3 separate regions of the Rattus norvegicus genome follow, and regions 2 and 3 are each linked to region 1. The links are chromatin contacts, called in public Hi-C maps. All regions are on one chromosome and are shown on one strand. Each heading gives the region's core, a stretch centred on a gene start, on an enhancer-like site or on the middle of the called end of the contact. The rest is flanking DNA. Distances are from core to core; before and after follow the strand shown. Region 1 has its middle 64 kb from the start of Epcam. Region 2 holds the start of Mcfd2 (multiple coagulation factor deficiency 2, ER cargo receptor complex subunit). Region 3 overlaps Ttc7a (tetratricopeptide repeat domain 7A).

The links. A called contact is a pair of places that touch in the nucleus more often than the background predicts.
Region 2: a contact with region 1 is called in a Hi-C map of mammary epithelial cells, with 4 times the contacts expected there. The contact joins the promoter of Mcfd2 here to the enhancer-like site in region 1. A contact is called at or near these places in 3 of 12 Hi-C or Micro-C datasets (kidney, liver and mammary epithelial cells).
Region 3: a Hi-C map of the A7r5 cell line shows a contact between it and region 1, with 11 times the contacts expected there. The contact joins two enhancer-like sites. A contact is called at or near these places in 12 of 12 Hi-C or Micro-C datasets (the A7r5 cell line, the Rat2 cell line, Schwann cells and 7 more) and 1 of 1 datasets of contacts at active chromatin or transcription factors (oligodendrocytes).

Annotation. Positions count from the first base shown.
Region 1 is chr6:12,711,720-12,714,954 of GRCr8, forward strand. No RefSeq gene overlaps it. Among named protein-coding and RNA genes, the nearest start is that of Epcam, 64 kb to the left of the region's middle. Within about 2 kb of position 1,517, at least 63 of the 93 cell types and tissues checked have an H3K27ac peak or open chromatin away from gene starts, as enhancers often do. A contact at or near this core is called in the A7r5 cell line and liver, where this site is marked.
Region 2 is chr6:13,026,255-13,029,489 of GRCr8, forward strand. Mcfd2 (multiple coagulation factor deficiency 2, ER cargo receptor complex subunit) reads left to right here and starts at 1,796. Exons shown (of 4, transcript NM_139253.2): 1 at 1,796-1,864.
Region 3 is chr6:12,980,027-12,983,261 of GRCr8, forward strand. The region is part of intron 5 of Ttc7a (tetratricopeptide repeat domain 7A); the gene reads right to left. Among named protein-coding and RNA genes, the nearest start is that of Ttc7a, 34 kb to the right of the region's middle. Within about 2 kb of position 1,800, at least 60 of the 93 cell types and tissues checked have an H3K27ac peak or open chromatin away from gene starts, as enhancers often do. A contact at or near this core is called in the A7r5 cell line and liver, where this site is marked.

The sequences.
Region 1 (3,235 bases), core at 267-2,766:
TGTCTTTACCCATAATCCACCACCATGGCTTAGGAAGGCATCTGCTGGAGGTGTGATAGACAAATAATTTGGCTTATTTTCTATAAAAAAAATAAAGGAAAGGAAAGAGAGAGAGAGAGATACAGAGGAAACCTTAACACAACTGATGAAGTAAAAATTGCCTACAGAAGCAGTGTTTTCCTAAAGTTTTGTCTCAAACGAGAATGATCTAAACAACAAATATACAATGCCTGCTTAAAATTGCATTTACTAATTGCATGTGTGCATGAAATAGCACATGTGTGAAGTCAGAGGACACCTGGCAGGACTTGGTTGGTCCCCTCTGTTCCCCTGTGGGTTATGGCGTCCAACTCCGGTCCTCGGGCAGCAAGAGCCCTGTCTTCGTCCTTGCTCTGTGATTGCTATGTGCTACTCGAGTTTCTGGAAGATCGTTTAGCCCTGGGGACCCTCCGCTGTCCCCCTTTTGGGAACCCCGTTCATGTTTTGGTGACCTTTCTGGCGTCTGATTGCCAAGAGGAGGAGTTTGTAGCCAAGAGTCACTTCCTCTACCTTCAAAAACAATGAACATTTAAATGAACTCCAATAGAGTCCGGGGCCCCTGGGAACACCGAGGACCGTGGCTTCTCCAGTCCTGGTGGGGATAGTGTCTGTCACCCGGACTTCAGGTCGTTACTATAGACTGCAATCTATTCTTACGTGATTTTGTTCGTATCCTTTCCTTCCTTTTTATTTCTCTTTTGTTTGTTTGTTTATTGTTTTAAGACACGGTTTTCCTGCGTAGCCCTGGCTGTCTGAACACTCCATCTACCTCTTGTGTGCTAAAAGCTAATGTGCTTCTTCCCCAACTAGACAGTTGGTGGGATTTTTGTTTGTTTGTTTTCTGGTTACTGTGTTTCCAACTGAGGCCTAGTGGCGCCCACTGAATGTTTCTTAGCGGTGCCTGTCCTGTGGTTCTCTGCTGTGTTTTCGCTTTCTGCCCATATGGTCCTTGTTAGTGGTACATGAGGGTGGGGCACGCCAAGTCTAGAAAGTTGTTCCCAGGCCAGTGAAGATTGTGGTTCTTCACAAGTTGTGGCGCATGTCTGTAATCCCAGCGTTTGTGAAGCAGAGGCAGGAGGATTAAGTGTTTTAAAGCCAGATGGAGCTGCATAGTGAGACATGTCTCAAAAATAAATAAATAAAATTAAAATTAAGTGGCATTCTTTCTTTAGCTCAAGGTTCAAAATTCACTGGGATTGAAGTGGTTTTTTCTTGTTTGTTTGTTTGTTTGTTTGTTTGTTTTGTTTTGCTTTGTTTTAGTACGGGGGGGGGGGACAAAAGAGCCTTTTGAGCAAGCTGGAGTTTCCCTGACCTTGTAGAAAGAAGGGTGGGGCGGAAACACTTTGCTAGTTGCAGTTCCACATTCATCCACTGAGCGGCAGTATTGCTCCACAAGGAAGAACCAGATGATGCCATACTGGTGATGCAACTAGGCTCCCGGAATGACGCTTGCTAGCATTTATTGAAAGGCAAGAATGCGCCGGCTTTTATAAAACAGTAGGCAACAATTACAGGAGATGGGGCGGTGAGACATCGTCTCGCTATGAAACATATTTCGACAGTGAAATAAAAGCACGTGAGAACGATTAGATGACATTTCCAGTGTCTCATGATTAGTGAGTGAACGGCTACGCTAAATTCAGACTTTGTCTGCTCTCCCGACCTCAATGTCATGACTGAAATCATCCTAGCAGCAACCTGCCAGCGCTGTGCCCACACCGCGAGCGCCTGTCACTTGTCTGGCCCAATTTACCATCTTTCAATAATCTAAATTAAAACTGGGGGCCACTGGCTTGGATCTAAAATTGTAAAATGGGTTATTGAACTGCCAGCCTGGAGCCCAGAGACCTCTCTTCTGTGTGCACAAGGACAGAGGAGGGACAAGAGATGTGCCTTCCGGACTGCTCTCTCTGGTTTTCATTTCGTGCTTGCACAGCTGCGGGAGGGCTGGAGGGCGAATCTGTTCCACTGCCACAGCCTTTCAACGGCTCTGGTAGCTTTCAGGGGCAAAGTCTCTCTCCTAAGCTCCCTCCCTAACCTGCTTAGTTGTTTCTCTGCTTCCCCATTACCTCACAAGCTCCTCAGCCCTTCTTAGAGCTGCAGCCCATTCTAGAGACCCAGAGTGATGCCACCCCACCCCAGGCTGTTAGTGAGATGGGACCACCAACATGCAGCTGGCACACAGGAGGGGACTAGTAGTGTTGTCTTCCCTCCCCCCATGCTTGGATAGGACAGTACGACCTACAAGGGCCAATCCGTGTGACAGCATGTTCTACACAGTGTTGCTATCCTTGGGCAAACACTTCCAGGCACAGCAAACAGGGACATTATGTCACTCAAGCTGATGCAGAAGAAGGCATTTCCTAGACTTTTTCCCCTTCCTCTTTTTTTACCTCTTATATTCTTGAAAAGTAAATAAATTCCCTGTAAACTCCTAGATGCTTACCACTGGCCACAGAGTAATGGTCACCTGGCTGTCCCCACGGGTTGAAGCCAGTGCTGTACCTGCAGTCGAGTCTTTAGAACATTAGCTGGCCGACCGCGATCGGCAGAGACGGGGAAGCCGTAAGCATGGGCTGGTCATTCCGGGGCCCTGTCATCTGACTCAGCCTTGTCAAGAGCACGAGGAAGCGCAGAAGACTCGCTTTCCTCAGATGTGGAGCCTGCTGTTTCAAACTACAGGGCTTGAGACAGGGCAAAGCCCAAGCAGAATGGCGACCTGCTGATTTTGCGGGCTGAAGACCACGCTCAGTCTCAGAAATCTGTCAGCCACTGCCAGGGTTCTGAATCCCAAGAGCAGCCTTGGCCTAGTCTCTCTTCCCAGTTCCCTGATCCAACCTTTCTCTGAAACCCCAAGAGAGTAACACTTAGGCAGAACCTCTGTGGTGTCCTCCCATTGCAGACACTCCAAACTAGAGGGGCCAGGAGCTTGGAACTCAGCCTGTTCCGGAGAAGTCAGGTAAGCATGAATTCTGCCCATGGCTGGCACTCTCCTGATTCCAACTCCCTCTCGGTCACACCCAAGGGTTCCAGCTTTTCCCTATCCACTGCCACACCCAAACTACCCCCTCTGGGTTTGCATGCTAGGTAAATTTTCTGCTCACTACCCATTTGCCTACTCCAGACTCACGATCGATCGGGGCACTTCGGTCATCAGATGGTTTGATAGAAGTCTCTGTTCTGAAGGACTTAAAGG
Region 2 (3,235 bases), core at 546-3,045, 310 kb after region 1:
CTGTACCTCTTAATTGTGCCACTCTCTACAGGTCAAGCATTGAAACATGGGAGATAATGGAGGCCAAACCTATTCTAACCACCACAGGATGTTTGAGTGCAACAAATAAACAAGCCAGAAGAGACCCCTGGTTTGCCTGGAGATTGCCTTTTCAATTGCATTATGGGAAAGAACCAGAGGACAAATATCTGTGCAGGTAAGAATGGTCAGGCAGAAAAGATGGAGTACCTAGCTTGGTGGCAAGTGCTTATTAGACAAAAGTCTGAGCCAGGCTGTGGTGGCACAGACCTTTAATCCCATCACTTGGGAGGCAGAAGCACGTGGATCTGCGTCTGAGGTCAGCCTAGTCCACAGCAAGTTCCAGAACAGCCAGAGCTACACAGAGCTCCTGTCTCAAAAAACCAAACCAAACCAAACCAAACTAAACCAAACCAAACCAAACAGAAAGGTAGGTCTGGGAGGTGGAAGGTGAAGGACAGAGGATCAGGAGTTCCAGGCTACCCTCAGTCCAGTTCCTAGTCACTGAGTTTCTTTTTTTTTTTTTTTTTTTTTTGGTTCTTTTTTTTCGGAGCTGGGGACCGAACCCAGGGCCTTGTGCTTCCTAGGCAAGGGCTCTACCACTAAGCTAAATCCCCAACCCCAGTTACTGAGTTTCTTAAAGGGCCATAAACTACCTGTATTTATAGCTCCCAAGACAATGGAGCGTAGGTAGAATGCAGTCTGGATGGAGGCGCAGAGTACCCGGAACGAACTGGATCAAACTAATCTAAGCTTCAGAATGAGATGGAATGTTGTGTTAATATCTTAGGGACTAAGAGGTTTTTCTCTCCCTATAGGATAATGTTGAAACCTTAATCTTGGAAGTGGGACAAAGGCGGTGCTGTTGGCCAATTTTCAAGGCCTCAAGGAAGTAGGGAAGGCTTTGATATAATCTCTCTCCCCTTTTGATGTAGGAGCAGCTAAAAAAAAAAGATTATGTATCTTCATGGATACAAAGGAGAGAAGGTATTTTAAAATGTACAATCCTGTATCCATCTGGATTTATACACATTCACTGAAAGACAGTTTTGTTAGGAGTAAAGGGCAGGATCGTTTTTTGAAAGTATATTGTCTTCTCTAGAAAAGAACACCCGGTTTCGGCTAGGTGATTAAGAGCACTGGCTTTTCAGTCCCCACCACCCACATGGCACCTCACAACTGTCTAACTCCAGTTCAGGGGATCCCACACTCTCTGGTCGGACACCAATGTACATAAATTTAAAAAGTAAAGAAAACAAAACCAGCCGATTTCAGGAACTTTACTAGCTGGGTCGCCCATAAGTCTTGGAGCTTGAGGCTGTGGCTCAGGAATAGAGCAAAGAAAAAACGGAAGCAGGTCATTCATGGAAACGCAGGGTCCTTGGCGGGCACCGGCTGCCTCATTGGACAGGAGTTAGGGGTTTTACACTCTTCTTCGGTGTGAAGTGCGGGGAGAGGGGCAAGAGCACGGTCAAAGAATAGAGAAGGCGAGGCTGGCCAACCTCTGAGTCCGCTCCTCCGTATCCTGCAGCCCAAAACTCCTGTGGTGCCTCTTCCCGGGGCTTCAGGGTTGCCTAGCAACTCGCACGCCTGGACGCTCCAGGGCTAAGCAGCAGGGTGTCGCCCTCAGGAGGCAGATCCGGCGCGCCAGCCACAGGGGACACGTGGACTCAATGGATCGGGCCGCGCAGGGGGCGGGGCCGACGGCTCCCGGGGCGGTGGGAGGCTGTGCGCCTGCGCGGCTGACCGAGGGGCGGGTCCGGCGTGCGGAGAAAAAGCGTCAGGGGGACGGCAGCTGGCAAGGTTCATCCAGAAGTGCTTCGCGACTGCGTCAGGGATTATCAGGGTGAGCGAACCGGCGGGCGGGAGGCCTGACCCTTGGAGCAGAGGTCGGTCGGTGGCTCCCGGGCCTGGGACTCGGGATGGGAGGCCAGGGCGGCAGGGTGGAGGATGCCGACCGTCCGGGCACAGTGGGACCTGTGGCCCACGGCAGCCGCCTGTCTTCCGAGAGGGTTTCGGGGCCAGACGTGTCTGGCTGGCGGAGTCCCGCGCTGCTGTTTTCGCTCACCCCATTCCCGGGCGTCTAAGTGTCTGGCTGTAGGGTCAGCTGTGTGGACTTGTCACGTACCCCGGCTGGCCTAGAAGCACGAGGGCCACAGGCGTTACTCCATCTGTCCCTGGCTCCCCATCTGCCCCTGGCTCCCCCATCTTCCTCGGGGCAGACCCGCAGGTCCTGTTGTCTCGGCGGGGTTGGCTAGGTTGAGCCTGGGAGGTTAGGAAGACAAGGGATGCTCGTTTCTCTTGTTTTCCTTTTCTGGAAAACCTCCATCCACACATGTGCCCAAACCAGAGGCCTAGGCATCAATCTCGCCTACACTCGTCAAATACATTGAACCCATTCAGAACTCTCACTTTTCCAGACACCTTGCCTTAACAATCAGCTCCTCTTTCTGCTCCGTTGATATTTACTGATACTCTTCCACGTGTCCAATACAGGGAGCTAGAGACACGCTCTTGAAACAAATCTCTTATGCTCCTCCACCCTGCCCCATTCCCTGGTTCTTCTGTGGATTCTCTTTGCCCTTCTAAGCCCTTCCACAGGCCTACCATACCTGTGTGACTCACTGTCTTTGAACTTTACTCAAGACCTGTCCCTCAACTGAATATTCTGCAGCTACATTGGACCCAAGTCATTTCTGAGTTTAGGCGTTCACCGCCATATGTTCTGTCTATGAGGGGAATACATCGTTTTTGGTTGAAATATTTCTTCTCATGCTTTCTGTGGATGGGGGTTTATGTGGTACCCCTTGAGTGTCTCTTTGGTGATCTCTGTTTTGTATTAAGCTGTCATCTATGAGAGAGGAGTCCACCTGTTCTCACAACCCTCACAGTTCTGCTCTTCCTATGTTACTAGGCTGTTAGTTAAAGGGTAGCATGCTTTTCCTTTGGAATCCCCCAATGAACAAGTGGATCAAAATATTAAACACCAAATTGTTCAGGACAAATTCTCAACCTCAGCCCAGGTAAAGGTTTCTTTAACTGGGAGACTTATGGTTGGTTTTACTTCAAGAGCAAGGAGACAACCAGGACTAGTCAATTTTCATTGGCATTGGCTCTGGGTACAGGATAGATATCTGGGTGTTGTCAAATGTGAAAATTCCTAAGAGCCTCTGACTTAGAAAAAGGCTGCCAACAGCTGCTAGGAGGAAAGCTCACT
Region 3 (3,235 bases), core at 550-3,049, 270 kb after region 1:
ACAGCCCAGGACCAGCAGACAGGCTGCTCCTGGACGGACGGACGGACGCCGGGGAAGGGGTGCTGATGTCCAGGCACTGACCACTCCCGTGACACATAGGACTGAGTGCTGCATTCAAACACAAGCCTGAATTCCAAAGGGTTTTACTTGCTTTTTAAATAATTTTCACATCTGTGAGAGATTTGGGCACTGAATAGGCGCCTGGGAATTTTTTTTTTGCAGAGTAAATCAGCACCCTCGGGCAGGTTTTGAGTAGATCCTAATTCATATTGACTGTTTTTCAAGAAACAACCCATACAAGAGTTCCAGTGGTCAGGACCACACAGGAGATTTGGGATCTGAGCCTCGGTTGCTTGGCTCTCCCATGCTGAGAATGCCCCCTGCCTCAGCTTGCCCCTCTAAGAAACGTCTCGGTAGGGGTTCTCAAAAGGCCCAGCCTGCAGCTGCCTGTGCTGGGTGGAGCTGGGGTTTTCCCGGTCCTTTCTGGCTGCCCTGTGAGAAGCCAGCTTGAAAGATCTCTTTGTTCTGGTCTCTCCTGATGACCTTTGTGAGCCAAGCTGCCCACTTTTAACAGTATCCAAACAGAGCCTCAAACAAACCCTGGCCCAGAAACAGGCTGCATGGGGAGAAGCCAGGAAGCCGGTTATTCCAACTCAAGTCAAGTCCAACTGGTCAAGAGGCGGGTGGTGGGGGCGTTAGCAGCTCAGCCAACAGAGGAGTCCAGGAGGAAGGTGGGAGTAACAGCAGTGCGGTAGCCCCCTCCACCCCCACCCCCACCCCAGCCAGCAGTTCAGCTCCCACCCCACCCCCAGCCAGCAATGCATCTCCCTCTACCCTCTACCCTCCCAGCCAGCAGTGCAGCTCTCCCACCCCAAGCAGTGCACCTCCCCCATCCCCTGACCCCTGACCCCCTACCCCCCCCCCCAGCCAGCAGTGCAGCTCCCCCACCACCATTCCTGGCAGCCAGCAGTGCAGAGTTTTCCAAAGCCCTTGACAGTTTTCAGTCTACAGAACTTCTCACAAGGCTCCATGAGCCCAGCGTAAGCAGAACTCACGATGTGCTCAATGCCCTTAAGAAATTTGAGCTCACGCCTCTAATCCCAGCACTCGGGAGGCAGAGCCAAGCAGATCCCTGCGCTCAGCCTGGCCTACACAGCGAACTCCAGGACAGCCAGGGCTACAGAGAACCTGTCTCTTATTTATCATAAAAAAGAAGTTACCGTCGTGGGACAGGCTGCTGCGGCTCAGTGGTAGAGCACTTGCAAGCATGTAGGCTGACCTGCAATGCCCCCCAACACCAGCAAATGTAACTAAATAAAATACCCCCACCCAACCCCTTCTAATAGAGAACTGAAACCTGGAAGATGCCTGTCTTTCTGGGTGTCGCCTACCCAAGGCCAAGAGGCTGACACCAGCACTCTCGACTCTGAGACCCTGGAGACACACCTGTCTCCTCACTGTGCGCTCACCCCAGTTCACCATGCCATGACCAAGTGCTTTCTTTCTGCACGTACCCGGCCAGCTGCACTGTGGGTAACTGCAGTCATTGTGGAGCAAAGGGAGAGGCTGTATGAGTGACTCGCACCCACCCTTGGCTGTGTAGAAGGCATCTGCTTCCTGCTGCTTGCCTCATTTCCTGGGAACTCATCGGAAGCAAAAGCGCTTTGCACACAGTAGGTGCTCAACGATGAGAACATGATTGGAAATAAAATGATATATTAGTAAGAACTGATCACTGAGAGGTTGTACAAACAACCCTCATCAGAAGTTCCCATTTGAGGGCTGGCACAGTCCACAAGAGACTTCGGGTCAAGTACCCAGGATAGTGTGGCAATGTGGCAGGTCCCAGCTACCAGAGGACAAGGTCAGGGGAAGTTCAACGGTTATCCCGCTGCTCGTTTTCAACACAGACCCAAATCGTCTGCCTCAAAACCCACAAACTTCCACCTTGAGTCAAGCTGAGCATGGAAGACAGAGGTCGTCAGACACAGAGTTCACGCAAACATCGGACTTTCTTTTCCAACAGGTCGGGGAAAGTTCAGGAAGTGGGCACAAACAAATACAGGCTGTGCCCTGAGGGAGGTCTTCCTGTCCCCCCAGAGCAGACACAGAAAGCTGAGAGACAGCACAAGCTTTGCTGGTGAGTCTTCCAGGTCTCTGAACCCAGTGAGAGCAACCCTGTCCCCTCCCCCAGGCCTGCAGACACATGCACTGAAAACAAGACAGGACTGCCAATCATCTAAAGTCACACTTCACACTGGAGTGAGCTCCTGACAGACAAGTCAGGGCAACTTGGGGTTAGGGGTTTGATTGATTGACTGATTGATTGATCTATTGATTACCGAACTAACGGAGCCCCTAGCCAGGGTGGCAGTGAAGTGACTCCCTTGGAAAGCCCTCTGTTCTCTCATTTGGGCGCAATGTAAAGAACTTGTCTTAGGAATGAAAGCAGCGCATTACAAAGCACACAGACCACCTGGCTCAACCTCACTCCAACCTGAGCAGAAAATGGGTTCTGCCAGCTCTAGGCAGAAGGAAGGGGAACAAGAACCCAGAGAGAAATGTCCCCTTGCCCGCGATGGGTGTCGCAGCAGAGTTGCTCTGGTTCCTGTTTTTGGCAGGTGCCTGAGGGCCCTCGGTCCTGTGTGGTTAGAGATAGGACTGCCAGCTTTCTCAGCTCACGTGGTGTTGCCTTGTCCCCTCCCAGTCCCCTGTTGCCACACCTCAGGAGCTGCTCAGTGCTGGCCCACGCTCCTTCCCGAGGCTTCTCCGCAGGCAGGACTCTAGGTCAGTAATGCGCCCCCTCCCGGAGGCTCAGGAACCAAAGAACTGCCTGGGGCGGGACTCCAAGTGGAATCCAGCCCTGCCCTCTAGTGGCGCAGACGGGAAGTGACGGCCCCAGGCTTTCTGGCCCCAATCCTGTTCACAGGATGCTTTTTATGCTCGGGCGTTCTAATTGGGCTCCGTTAGTTAGTTAGCAACACTATTACCAGAGCACAAAAGACAGGATCATCTGGAGGGAATCAGCTGCTAAGTCAACAGGGCAAGGCCCTTGGAAAAAGTGAGAGTTGTTCAGACGTATGAGTAACTGGGCACCAGACTTGGCCGGCACGAAAGGGGCGTAGGCTTTTGAAGATCAGAGTGTGAGGGAAGCTGTGAGGATCGAGCGAATGCCGCCTCCTGTGCACAGTGGACAAGACCCGACTGAGCAGGGGACAGCAAAGGCAGAGTTGGG